Linked DNA regions of Sus scrofa: region 1 is linked to region 2. The links are chromatin contacts, called in public HiChIP or PLAC-seq maps. All regions are on one chromosome and are shown on one strand. The core of a region is the stretch at or near the end of the contact, and the rest is flanking DNA. Distances in the headings are between cores, read along the strand shown. Region 1 overlaps TBC1D12 (TBC1 domain family member 12). Region 2 holds the start of TBC1D12 (TBC1 domain family member 12).

The links. HiChIP or PLAC-seq counts read pairs in DNA pulled down with a chosen protein or histone mark.
Region 1: a contact with region 2 is called in an H3K27ac HiChIP or PLAC-seq map of alveolar macrophages. The contact joins the enhancer-like site here to the promoter of TBC1D12 in region 2. A contact is called at or near these places in 11 of 47 Hi-C or Micro-C datasets (embryonic fibroblasts, epiblast stem cells, fibroblasts and 5 more) and 1 of 2 datasets of contacts at active chromatin or transcription factors (alveolar macrophages).

Annotation. Positions count from the first base shown.
Region 1 is chr14:105,877,318-105,880,105 of Sscrofa11.1, forward strand. All of the region lies in intron 2 of TBC1D12 (TBC1 domain family member 12), which reads left to right. Among named protein-coding and RNA genes, the nearest start is that of TBC1D12, 72 kb to the left of the region's middle. Within about 2 kb of position 1,319, at least 2 of the 83 cell types and tissues checked have an H3K27ac peak or open chromatin away from gene starts, as enhancers often do. A contact at or near this core is called in alveolar macrophages, where this site is marked.
Region 2 is chr14:105,805,110-105,808,030 of Sscrofa11.1, forward strand. It overlaps TBC1D12 (TBC1 domain family member 12), which reads left to right and starts at 1,275. Exons shown (of 13, transcript XM_005657433.3): 1 at 1,275-1,385. The coding sequence starts at 1,354. NOC3L (NOC3 like DNA replication regulator) reads right to left here and starts at 1,199. Exons shown (of 21, transcript NM_001144115.1): 1 at 1,102-1,199; 2 at 1-109. The coding sequence starts at 1,110.

The DNA.
Region 1 (2,788 bases), core at 69-2,568, 72 kb after region 2:
CTACAGTTTAAAATGATATGGCTGGGTGTAATTTTTTGGGCATTTATCCTAGTTGGTGTTCTGAACTTCCTGGATCTGTGGTTTGGTATTGACATTAATTTGTAGAAATTCCTTGTTATCATTGCTTCAGCTATTGCTTTTGCTCCTTTTCCTCTCCTTCTTTTGATACTCCCATTACCCATATATTGGTAGTTGTCCTGTAGTACTGAGATATTCTGTTCAGTGTTTCTTAGACTTTGTTCTCTTTGTTTTTCAGTTTTGGAGGTTTCTAATGAGAGATCCTCTAGTTTCTAATGAGAGATCCTCTAGCATTTTTTCCCTCAGCTGTTTGCAGTCTGCTAATGAGCCCATCAAAGGCATGGTTCATTTTTGTTGTAGGGGTTTTTTAAATGTATTTATTTTTTCTTTTTTTAACAATAATTTTTATTTTTTCCATTATAGCTGATTTACAGTGTTCTGTCAGTTTTCTACTGCACAGAAAGGTGACCCGGTACATGTGTACATTCTTTTTTCTCACATTATGGTTTTTTTTTAATCTCTAGCATTTCTTTTTCATTCTTTCTTAGAATTTTCATTTGTCTGCCTATATTATTCATCAGTTCTTGCATGCTGTCTACTTTTTCCATTAAAGCCTTTAGCATATTAATTATAGTATTTAAAAATCCCTGCTTTACTAATGTTGACATTTCTAACATATCTGACTGGTTCTGATGCGTGGTCAGTCTCTACTCTTTTTTTTTTTTTTTTTTACTTTTTAATATGTCTTGTAATTTTCTGTTGAAGAGTGGATGTGATGTGCTGGATAAGAGGAACTTTAGTAAATAGACCATTAGTAATATAGTGATAATGTCGGGGGGAGGAAAATTGTTGTATATTCCTGTGATTAGTTCCCAGTCTTGGTGATCCTGTGGCCCTGGACTGTGAACTTCACCAGTGCTTCTCAGTCTCCCTCCCTACTTAGGTGGGAGAGGATAGCTAGAGTGGGCTGGAGTTGGGCACTTTCCTTTCCCTGGGAAGCTTAGGCTCTGATAAAACCCCAACAGATTAGGCTCTAGTGAAATAGTTTCTCCTTTGTTAACGAAATGCTCTAGTGTATTTCAAAATAGTTCCTTTTCTCTTTCTGCTGGAAGCACATGGGTTTTTTTTGTTTTTGTTTTTATTTATTTATTTTTTTCTCTGACCATCACTGTCAGGGCCTGATGAGAGTTCCAGAGGTAAAGCTTGCAAAGGTGTGTGGGACTGGGTTCTCTTGGAGTTTTAGCTCTCAGACCTGTTCACATTGAGCCTCCAGCAGTTCGTCAATTACAGTTCCTATTTTTCTACCCTGGCAGTGGTTTCCACAGACATTTCGTCATAGATTTCTACTCTGGTAAGTTGTGATTCTCTATATTCATTTATCTGTTTCTCATTTTGGGGGCAGCAGTTTTCCCTGTGACCTCTTGTCTCTGAGGAATCTAAGAAGAGTTATTTGTTTGTTTTAATTTGTTCAGCTTTTTACTTATTAAATGGGTTGGTAACTTGTAAGCTTTTTATGTGCTGGAGCAGAAACTAGGAGTTCAAATGCTAGTATTTTTTTTTTTTTTGCTTTCTTTTTTTTTTTTCTTTTTTTCTTTTTAGGGCTGCACCTTCAGCATATGGAAATTCCCTGGGCGAGGGTTGAATTGGAGCCGTAGCTGCCATCCAAGTCCACAGTCACGACAGCACTGAATCTGAGCCACATCAGCAACCTACTGCTGCCTCTTACAGTAACACGGGATCCTTAACCCGCTGAGTGAGGCCAGGGATCAAACCCCCATCCTCATGGATACTAGTCAGTTTCTTAACCCACTGAGCCACAATGGGAATTCCAACCTCCATTTTCATTTGATATACTGGTCTGTAATTTTCTTTTAGTATCTGATTTTGGTGTTGGGATAATGCTGGAATCACTAGGTGAATTGAGAGCTGTTTCTTCTTCTCTATTACAAAAGAATTTGTGTAGATAGTATTTTTTTTCTTCCTTAAATGATTGATAGAACTTGGCAGTGAAATTATCTAAGCCAGGGTTTCTTGACCTCAGCACTGTTGACATTTTGGGTCATGTAATTTTTCTTGGGTGGAAAGGTGGATTCCTGTGCAGAGTAGGATTGAGCAGCATTCCTGGCCTCTGCCGAGTAAATGCCAGTAGCCTCCCTTCACAGTTGTGGCAATCATAAATGTCTCTAGATTTTTGCCAGACATTCCCTGGGGCCAAAGTTGACTTCACTTGAGAATTACTGACATAAACCAAGAATGCTCAGTTTTTTGTTGTTGTTGTTGAATAGCTTTTTAATTATAAATTTAACATTTTAATTGATAGAGGGCTGTGACATCTTCTCTTTCTTCTTGAGTCAGTTTTGGTTTACTTATGTCTTTCAAGAGTTTTTTTTTTTTTTTTGTCTTTTAGGGCTGCACTCACGGCATATGGAGGTTCCCAGACCAGGGGTCCAATTGGAGCTGTAGCTGCTGGCCTACACCATAGCCACAGCAACGCCAGATCCTTAACCCACTGAGTGAGGCCAGGGATTGAACCCACGTCCTCATAGATGCTAGTCAGGTTCATTAACCGTTGAGCCACAACGGGAACTTCCTTTTGAGAGATTTTTACATTTCATCTATGTTGTTGGATTTATTGGAATAAAATTGTTAATATTCTCTTATCCTTTTAATGTCTACTAGTCATGTGACATGGACAAAGATTATGTTTCATACATTCCTGATTTTAGTAATTTGTGTTTTCTTTTTTCTTAATTTTATCAGAAGATTATCA
Region 2 (2,921 bases), core at 25-2,524:
TCTGAGTGCTTTGTTGTTTAAGTTGTTTGTTTTTTAGTTTGTTTTCAAGCTTGACTTTACTAGTTTTTAGCAATTTCCGAAAGCTTGGGACCTGTTTTTTATTTCGTCTCTAGAAAAAAACAAAAGGACCACTGTATATGCAGAAATTTAAATTACTTTATTTTAAAAATCAGATTAAAGAGAATTGATTTTAAATTTCATTAGACCAATTCCACAATTTTAACATCTCCCAGCCATAGGCCTTGCATATAAGAGCTAAAACCAAACTGTGGCATTAATCCTACAGAATGGCACTAGATCGTCAGTTATTCAGCTGCAGGTTCTTCCTGTGACCAGAATCCACAGCTGCTCAAAAGAGTCTAAGACTCCAAAAAAGGTGAAGAACCACTGAGCTAGTGGTAAAGGGTTACTCAAGGATAGCTGAACATCTGTAGTTTGGCATATTAAGAGCAAAATGCCAGGTGTCTTTAGCAATAACAACTGCCATTTACATATCACTTTACTGTTCACAAAGTGCTCTAACATATTACCCCCAACAGCCTAATTAAGTAATGATTGCTGTTTTCCTCGTATTTTGATGAAGCTACGTCTTAAAGAGATTAGGAGACTTGTCAAAGACCTTTAAACTAAGGAAAGCAAAACTGAGCTTCGGTATGCGGATCACAACTTTCTTGAAGGTCATTGTATCAAAATTCACTTGCTTCCTATTCCCTTACCCTTTACGGGGAAAAGGGGGGCCGGGGGTCTTATCTCAGGTCCCACGACACATAAGCTCATTGAAGACAGGACCTCGCTTGCCATCTGTAAAATAACATGTTCCAAAGATAGTCTCGAAGGACCATTCAAGTGTGACATCCTGCGAATACAAGATTCCGTGCTAGTCTCACTGTGGCCCCCAACAGCCAAGAGCGCACAGTGGGCGATGAAGAAGGAGCCAGGTCTATGGGCGGGGAAGCTGACAGCGCATAAAGAGTCAGAAAGAAGCCCCTAATCTAGGCCACCAAACCCCACACAAGGGCAAAAACCCGTCGAAAAGCTACAGTAAGCCGCGCCTCTGTGAGCCAAAGGGGCCCTAAACCGCGAGCTTCTAAAGACACTTACAGCCTTCATCCTTAAGTCTGCACGGAATCCCGGCCAGACAAATTCGCCAAGAGCAAAGGTAATCCAGGAATTCCAAAGGGGCGACACACGTGCAAAACAAGCAACACCGTCGGCCGGAAGCTGCCGCTAGCCGTCCGCCTCTTCCGCCGCCGGAAATGGAGGCGGGACTTCCGCAGACAGGTGAGGGCGCGCGCCCTCTCGCGGTGACGTCCTCAAAGGCCCTGGGCCGGATCCGCCCCGGCGTGCACGCGCATGGGCATGCCCGCAACCCTGAATCGTCAAAGGTGGGAGGTGGGAGGTGGGAGGTGGGAGGTGGGAGGTGGGAGGTGGGAGGTGGGAGGTGGGTGGTGGGTGGTGGGAGTTACTTTACAGTGTCTGAATCTTTGACTCCTACACTATTTCCTTGAAATTCTTCATGAAATCAAGCGCCTACTCTCAGGACGAAAGGACGTGACTTTTTTCAATCACCTTCCTGCAGTTTGTACCTCTCCTCATATTTAGCTTGTTGGAGGATGTAGCTCGCCTCATCTTTCTGTTATAGATACTAATTTTTGCACTCAGCGTTTCTTCCGTGATGTCGTGAGGACAGAGAAGAGCTTATTCCTCATGGGTATTACCCTACTCTCGCCTAGCCCTCAACGTTTGTGGAATGGCTAATGATTTCTCATGACCTTCTGGCACTCAAAAGTCTGATTATTAATAATTTATTTTGAAACTCTTTTCGCCTTCATTTTAACCATTGTCTGAAAAAGAGTTGTATCAGTGAGATTCATCTGCATTTCATTATTTTGCAACTCTTACTTTTCTGTAAGTTCGACTGTCTGCTTAGTAGTTGCACCAAAGGCATTAGTTTTAGCAGGAAGAGTTATGCATTACAAGAATAAGAATATGTTTTTCAAAATGATTGTTTCTCACGTACTTTTTTTTCATGAATAAATTTAAGAATTCCACTTCAGGTAAATTTAAAAAGGGGGGGGGGCGGTTCTTGAGCATATCCCTGACACTGAGCCTGGTCTAGCAGTCCTGAGCCAGGAGGGAAAGCCAGCAGAGGCTCAAAAGATTCTGAGCTCCCTAGTGGGTGTTGATCTTAAAGAGACTGAGAAGAAACCTGCCAGTCTCTGGATCCCACATCAAAGACCAAGAATCCTATCTTGTCCAGAACTCTTCCTTCCTTCCCTTCCAACTTCCCCAATTTCCCCATTGCTCTCTCTTCACACACACTCTCAGAAAACAGCAGAACCTGTCCCACTGGAGTATTATTTCATCAAACAAATTGAAAACATTAGCCTGTGCTCTTCCCAAGTGTTTGGATTCCTTCCCACACATAGCAAATTATCTGTAGTCACTCCCATCCCGTCGGCCTTCCTTCCAATCTCATCACTGCTGAGGCATCCCCATTTCAGTTCAAAACCAACTTCTTCCAGCTCCATCAGACTCCTGTATCACTAATCATCCATTCTCTCCTGTATTCTGTCCCTCCCTGACGGATCTTTCCTTTTGGCTGGTAAACATATTCAAAGCTCTTCCATCCTTAACTTTTTTTTTCAATACCCCATCTCCTTTTAATTGCTGTTGTATTTTCCTCTTTCCCTGCTTGTCTTTACTTCCAAAAAAACCTATTTTTCTTCTGATGTCTCCACTTCCTTGTAACTGTTATCACAGCCCGAGCCTGTGTTAGCTTTTTTAAGAATTAAGTCATACTCTTGGCCCATTTTAAGTTTTTAATCAACTAAAATCTTTGGATCATTTTGAAGCAACTGTTGCCAAACTCAGTCTCTCCCATCTCAATTTTGAGCAGTCTATTATTTAAATGCAGACTT